Linked DNA regions of Gossypium hirsutum: region 2 is linked to region 1. Evidence: chromatin contacts called from public Hi-C data. All regions are on one chromosome and are shown on one strand. Each heading gives the region's core, a stretch centred on a gene start, on an enhancer-like site or on the middle of the called end of the contact. The rest is flanking DNA. Distances are from core to core; before and after follow the strand shown. Region 1 has its middle 11 kb from the start of LOC107896952. Region 2 has its middle 32 kb from the start of LOC121209148.

Region 1 (3,815 bases), core at 540-3,039:
ATCGGTATTTGAATGTTATTGTTTTCTTTTCTAGATTAACCTCTTTTTTTTTTTTTGCTCAAATTCTACATTAACCTTCATTCTAAAATTCCAAAATTAAACTTATTAGCAAAAAACCTCTCAGTTTTAAACCACTCAGACTAGTAAAAAAAAGTAAAATTTGACATTAAATACATATATATTATTAACCTCAACTATATTTTACCACATAATAATTAAAACTAATTATTAAGGGGAAATATAACAAATTAGTTTAATTATTAATCTCATCTACATATAAGATTAGTGGTACATAATTCAAAAAAGGAAAAAAATTACATTAATTTGGTATGCGTTTTTCGTATACTCCTTTTTTTATCATGTATTTTTACTTTTGATAAAAATCTCACTTTTCTATACTTTAATAGGTTTGCCTTCTAACCTTAAAATATGTACCAAACAAGCATCTTTTCTGTCTCTACGATGTCAAGCTCTGTCTATGAAATGGATAGGATTGACGAACGTGCTATTGAAGATCGACGCACCAAGAAGGTGAGATTTAAGAAGCAGCAAGCGGGATCTGATGTTGTTGAGGATATGGATATGTCATCTGATCTGAACCTCTTGTGGAAAGATTGACTTTTGGGAAAAGGCTTTTCAAATTTGAAGAAGGTAACTGAATATCTTGGAAAAAGAAGGGGACGATGATTTCAATCTCTCCAACAGGGATATCAAGAAATCTACGGTTAATGGAATTCCTTCAATTGAATTCTCAGATAAGGTTAATCAACTTCTCATCAAGGATTTGTCCACTACGATGGTGATAAAACTCTTGGTCCACTACGATGGTGCTAAAACTCTTGGGGAGGAGTATAGGATATGTGGCTCTACAAAATAGGGTTCATAGTCTCTGGAAGCCTTCCCTGCTGTTCCAGCTGATGGACATTGAGAATGGGTACTATTTGGCAAATTTTCAGGATGAAAAGGATTTCGACAAAGTGATTTCTCAAGGGCCATGGGTCATTTATGACCAATACTTGGCTACGTAACCTTGGACTATAGACTTCAATCCTGCACAACCTTACCCTAACGTTGTAATGACTTGTGTCAAATCACCAGGCCTCCTAGGGCATTTGTACATGAAAAAAGTTCTATGGAGATAGGAGAAATGGTAGGGAGAGTCGCTAAATTGGATTTTAATATGGATAAAGGTTCGAGGGGTCGTTTTGCCTGTATGGTGGTATATGTTCATTTGGATAAACCTTTAGTTTCACATGTGTTGATAAATGGTAATCTCCAAAACATTGAGTATGAATCCTTACTGATGGTTTGCTTCACTTGTGGCCGGTATGGACAACTGAAGGAGTCATGCACCATAGTAGGGAATTTAGTTTCACCGAAAAATCAAATGCCATCGTCTGATATGGTTATGACGGAGGTTGGCGTGTCAATAAGAATAGCGGTTTACGGGCCTTGGATGGTTGTTGAGAAGAAATCCAGGCGAAAATCAAGTAATTTGCAAAATTCAAGAATGGTTAATCAGGAGAACAAGGCTATGGGATCCCGATTTATGGCTTTGATTTCGACTGATAAGAAAAAAGGGGATTTCAGTCAAGAGATTAAGAAATCTAAGGAGGCCTGAAATAAAGGAAAAGAACCTATGGGTAGGGATTCCTTAGGGTTTTAGGCAAAATCTAACAGACAAGTTTTTGGATAAATTTGGGGGGTAATGAAAAGACAGTTCAGGTGGGCCAACGAAGGAATGTTGGATTGGTGGGCCTGAGTGGGGGATCTTATGAGGTGGGTAGTAGTATGGTAACAAAGGAAGCTGGTAGCTCATCAAAGGGCCCAAGTAGGCAATCAGTGGACAGGTCTAGGGGGGACCAAGGAGAGTTAATTGTGCCAGCAGGCCAAAATTCGGTGACCCAAACTCTATTGGGTTAAAAAGAAAGAACGAATGGTTTTAGGCTTTGATTAACATAATCCCATAAAAATTCGGCTGATATTGATGGTACAAACATAGTTGAAGACAACACTACTGGAATTATTTCCCACTTTAATCCAATGTTCGAAGGGTTGGTGAAGGTTGGTATTTCAATGAGCAAAGGTGGTTTAGATCCTAACAAACATTTGGCATTAATTTTTAAAGAAAATTTACAATCGAATAACAAAAGTGTAACCATTAGTGGGAGTCTTACTAATGGTGAAAAAGACGACTTGAGTTTCAAAGGGAGAGGTGCGGGTGGAAAATTTAATTTTGTTAGAGAGGGAAGAAACTTAACAAATCTCTAGGTAGCCGTGGGAGTCAGTTTAAGATGTCAGGAAGTTCTCGAGTTCCTTTATCTGACTCAATGAACTTTATGGTTGAGCTTATTGCTTCTCAATTGGCAATTGAAGGTAGGGATAGTGGCTCCAAGAAAGTAGAGAATAGCTTGGCAGATTCTACAGTAATTGGTAGTTAAGGTTGGTATTCTCCTATTTTGTGTTTTTATTATGAACTTATCTTTTTTTCTGGGAATTGTCAAGGGTGTGCTAGTGTTAATTTCCTCGTATTTTCATGAGTATAACATAGAGTATAAACCAGATATTGTTGGCCTTCTTGAACCGAGAGTGAGTGGAGACAACACAGACTCTATTACTACTAAGTTGGGTTTCTAGTGTTCCGACCGGGTGGAAGCGATTGGATATTCTGGGGGTATTTGGATAGGTTGGAAGGACTCGATTCAAGTGGATGTGGCTTGAAATCACCCTCAATTTATTTTAGTACGGGTATCATGTGGTATCCCTTCAAAGTTTATTTTTTATTTCATTTGTTTATGGCAGTCTTGATAAACAGAAACGCAAATTTCTTTAGGAGGCTTTGAAATCTTTAATTCCATCCAAATCAGATCCTTGGGTGGCTATTGGAAATTTCAATGTTATTTTATCCATAAATGAAAAGAAAGGTGGGCGTTCTAGTAGGAGGATATGTCCTTTTTTCAGAGAATCTGTTGATTCGGCTGAGTTGCATGATTTGGGTTTCAAGGGTTCTTCTTTCACTTAGCAGAAAAGTGGTATTCTTGAAAGGTTAGATCGAGCCATTGGTAATGATACTTGGTTGAAACCATTTCCCAACAGTATGGTTACTCATCTTCTGTGAATTAACTCTGATCATAAACCTCTCCTTTCGTTAAATCCAGAATTCACCATGTCTAAAGAAGGCCTTTGAGGTTCTTAGCTAGGTGGGTTGAACATCCAAATTTTGTGGCTTTTGTTCAAAGCAAGTAGTGTTTCAATGGGAGTATGTCATATTCTTTATCCAATTTTACTTATGGCGTCAAAGATTGGAATAAATCGGTATACAGGCACTTTAAGACTCATAAAAAACAGTTGATTAATAAGTTGGCGGATATTCAAAGGGCAATGGAATTTTCTAGCTTGGATCACTTATTTTAGTTGGAAATACATATACGGGAAAAGATTGGAGACAGTTCTTCATCATGAGGAACTTTTATGGAAGCAAAAAGCTAGATGTGATTAGCTTAAGTTTGGGGATCAGAATACTAAGTTTTTTCACAAACGTAGGCTTAGAGGAGGAAGTGCAACAAAATCACTACTTTGCGTAATCTTGATGGTTATTGGATATTTGATCCATAAATACTAAAATTTGAAGTAGTTGATTTCTTTCAAAAATTATATGGGGATGTTTCGAAGCTTATTAGTGATCTACCTACAAATTCTTCTCCTCAGCTTGTTGTCTCTAATATTGAGTTTTTGGGTAGAGAGTTCTCCAATGAGGAAATAAAAAAGACACTTTTTGATATGGCCCATTTGAAGGCCCCAGGTAGTGACAGGTT
Region 2 (3,815 bases), core at 704-3,203, 840 kb after region 1:
GATTTGTATCATATGCTCTGCTCAGTTCTTGTATCATATTCACAGCTAGTAAGCTGCTACTTTCGATTATCAGGTATGTTCTTTGGATGGTTTTTGCGCATGCCATTTATAGTTTCTGATCTTTCCCTGTAATTTGTGTTGCGTCAATTTGGTACACTGAAGATACCATACCGAGCATACAGAATTATGCAAGTGAATGTTGTTTTACTTTTTTATAGGTACTGAATATCTAATAAATCTCACAAGATTTTTGCGCACTACTAAGTCTCTCAAGTCTTGAATATCTCTATAAAATTTTCACTTATATGGTATCAATTTAGGTGACCTTTTACATAATTTATAGGGGTCTTTTTGTAAATATGTTTATATATATTTTTTATAAGCTATGAAGTACTTTTTTTTCTCTCCTATTCTCATTTTTATCATTCAAACGATAAAAATTATTCTCTCCCTCTGAAATCGTATAACATTCCAGCAGAAAGGCGCCGCCATTTATCTAGTATATAGTCAAACTATATCTTATCACATAATAACTAAAACTAATTAATAATTAATAATGGAAAATATAACAAATTTGTTTAATTATTAACCTCAAGAGTATATAATCCAAAAACCGTATTCGGAGAGTAATTCAACACATAAAATATTAATGTCCAAGTCTTTAGAGCTTATAATTAGACATTTCAAACATAATACAAATACATGAATATATTAAAATACACATCATATAAAATTTTAACCTCCTTAATTTATTTGAAATATATAAAGCCTTTTAAGCAAAACTGGAAATATGAAAAACATAATAATACAAAATCCCAAGTTATGATGAATAATAACCAGTAATTTGGGTTACAGCGTGAAGGATGAGGGCACTACTTACTTACCATGATCACGAGGAGGAGCAAAATTACTTTTAGCATGACAGACAAGAGCATGTGGAGGACATGAAGGTGGTTTTCCTCCCCCTAGATTTCTATGTATCACTTCATTCCTCTCCTTAACTACAATTTTAACCCCAAATACCAATACAAAATATTCAAAAAAAAAAATTCAGAAAGAGATCATTAAAATAAGTAATGAAGAACAAGTATTGTATATAGTTGTAATTCAACTTACCGGTTAAGTGAGTGTTTGTAGTTGAAGATGGAGGGCAGAGTAGAGAAAATGATAGCAGTAGGACTAGTATCAAATGCACCGCTGATTTCTTGTGAAGCATCTTTCGTTCCTAAGAATCTGATTTTTGTGCCGATGTTTATCGTTGCTTCATACGATTTGGTGGTGATTATTTATTTATATTCAGGAGAAATATGAATTTGGAAGTCTATTGGTTTTAATATGATAATTATTACTTTTGTTATTCAACGGCTTCTTCATTATTTTTACTTTTTTGACAATTCCTCGTTGAATCATTGTTGTTAGTCTAAATTAATTTATTTTTATTTTTCATGTGTCAATGGCTGCTTCATCCGACTTTATTTATTTTGGAGGAGAAACAAGACTTTGGAAGTCAATTAGTTTTATTATTATTATTTTAACAATTCCCCGTTGAAAATTCATTGGTTTTATTTTACTTATTTGTTTATTTGTTTCCAAAATAAAAAACAAAAGCTTATTATTACTTAATATTAGTTACTGCACTGTACATTTCACACCGAAAGGAAGATACGGATTTAAATTTTGCGGAAAACATTAATAAAAGATACAGTAACAAATTCTCAATATAAATCTTAAAATAAATATCAATAATTAAAAGAAAAAACAAAAAAATTTAAACATTATCGATTGTACAAATATATGCACTTATATACATGTAAGTACTCAAATTTGCCCGAGCTTATAAAAGTAAACCAAAATAATGGTCTAAATATCAAGTCCATTTACAAGCCCGAATGCACTATGACCCAAAAGAAATTAACCCTAATACAAGCCCAATGGCCCAAAATGATTGAACATTTTCGGTAAGATGAAACCATAGAGGCTCCCATGTGCGCCGCTCATCCTCGTGCGCATCGCCCGCCCCTCGTCCCGAGGTTCGTCTGTGACCTTACACCAAAGAGGAAATTTTCTTCTTCGTTGGCTCCTCACGCAACCTACAAACATGGCAAAGAGAGCAGAAACAAGGCAGAAACGACAGCAAGAAACAGAGACCGAAAAGAGTAGCGAAAATATGGTATCTCATTTGGCTATAAGGCCACCAAGAAACCGAATGTAAGGGTTTTTTTTTAAATACAAAAAACATTGTATTACAAAGATTTTGAGCAATCAAAGGCAAAAAAAAAAAACAGCAGAATAAAGAAACAACCAAAAACAGACTCAAAAAATTCAAGAGATGTTCATCACTTTTTTTGTTTTCGTTCATTTCATTTCCTTTTTCAAAAATCGTTTTGATACAAACTGAAAAAGGGGGGATTTTTGAAAACAAAAAAACTCAATCTTCAAAATACAAAAACCCCATAGAAATCGAAATAAAAAAAGAAAACAAAAAGGTGATTTTCATTGCTTCTCTTCGGGCTTTTTATTTTATTTATTCATTTATTTTTCTTTCATTTTGATACAAAAATAAGAAGAAAGAAGAAGAGGGTTTTCTTATCTGCTGTTGGTATCGATCTAGTGAAAGTTTGCTTCCCCTGTCCAAAGGTTGACGGATCCTTATGGATCTAGTTGAAACCGCGACGGAGATGGAGGTGCATTAGGTGCCGATGAAGCCCAGGGGACTGAGAGAGAAGAGCGTTTTGAGAGAAGGTTTTGAGTTTTTCTTTTTTCGTTTTTTGATAAAATAATCGGTCAAATGAGTGCATTAGGGCAAAAATTTAGTTTACATGTATGTTAAAACATCACTGTTTTGTGCCTTATGGGTTGTTTGTGAAATTGGTCCTCCCACTCTTTTGATCTGTTTCGATTAGCCCTTTTTTGTCCCTTCTTTTTCTTTTAATTTTGGCTCAGAACTCTGCTTGTATCCCATTTCAGTCCCGCATAAAACATGGCATTTAAGAGCATAGGGATATTTTCCCTTTCGGACCCTCTGTTTCACTTGCCCGTTACAGTTTGGTCCCTTGCTTCATTATATTTTTTTCTCGTTCTTTAAATTCCTTTAAACTTTTAGTCAAGCCTTTTTATTTCATGTATTTCTCCATTTATTTACTTATTTGATTAGTTATTCATTATTCTTTTATTTTATTTGTTTAAACATTTACTTTCTTATTCATATATTGTCATTTTATTTATTTTTAATCCTTGCATATATTTACTTACTATGTTCTATTTTATTTATGCTCCTATTATTATTATTGCCTTATAATCTATTATTTTATTATCGCCTATTCGTTTACTTATCGCTCTTTTTTATATATTAAAGAAAAATATATTAGACTGCATATATATATATAATTATTTTTTATTTTTTTAAACCTATTATCATTATTATTATTATTATTATTGTTGTTGTATCTCCTTTTTGTATTTATTTGTTAACTATTTTTAAATACATTTATTTTGTTTTATTTTATATCCTTTTATATAGATTTAAAACTTTTGACTTTCATTATACTATTAATATCATTGTCACTATTATTGGTACTACTGTTCTTTTTATATTATACTATTTTATTTCCTCACCTATTTTTAATAATTCAAGTTGATTTACTTGTATTTTTTCGTGTACTTTTATATTCTACTATTATTACTATTATTATCATCATATTATTAAACTAAATAATTTTATATTGTTATTATTACATTATTTATTTTATTTTGGTATTTACTTACATTATCACTATTATTATTATCACTATAGTATTACTACTACTATTATTATT

What was found. A called contact is a pair of places that touch in the nucleus more often than the background predicts.
Region 2: a Hi-C map of leaf shows a contact between it and region 1, with 4 times the contacts expected there. The contact joins two enhancer-like sites. A contact is called at or near these places in 2 of 34 Hi-C or Micro-C datasets (both in leaf).

Annotation. Positions count from the first base shown.
Region 1 is chrA10:74,815,277-74,819,091 of Gossypium_hirsutum_v2.1, forward strand. No RefSeq gene overlaps it. Among protein-coding and RNA genes, the nearest start is that of LOC107896952, 11 kb to the left of the region's middle. Within about 2 kb of position 1,790, at least 8 of the 9 cell types and tissues checked have an H3K27ac peak or open chromatin away from gene starts, as enhancers often do. A contact at or near this core is called in leaf, where this site is marked.
Region 2 is chrA10:75,658,543-75,662,357 of Gossypium_hirsutum_v2.1, forward strand. No RefSeq gene overlaps it. Among protein-coding and RNA genes, the nearest start is that of LOC121209148, 32 kb to the right of the region's middle. Within about 2 kb of position 1,954, at least 8 of the 9 cell types and tissues checked have an H3K27ac peak or open chromatin away from gene starts, as enhancers often do. A contact at or near this core is called in leaf, where this site is marked.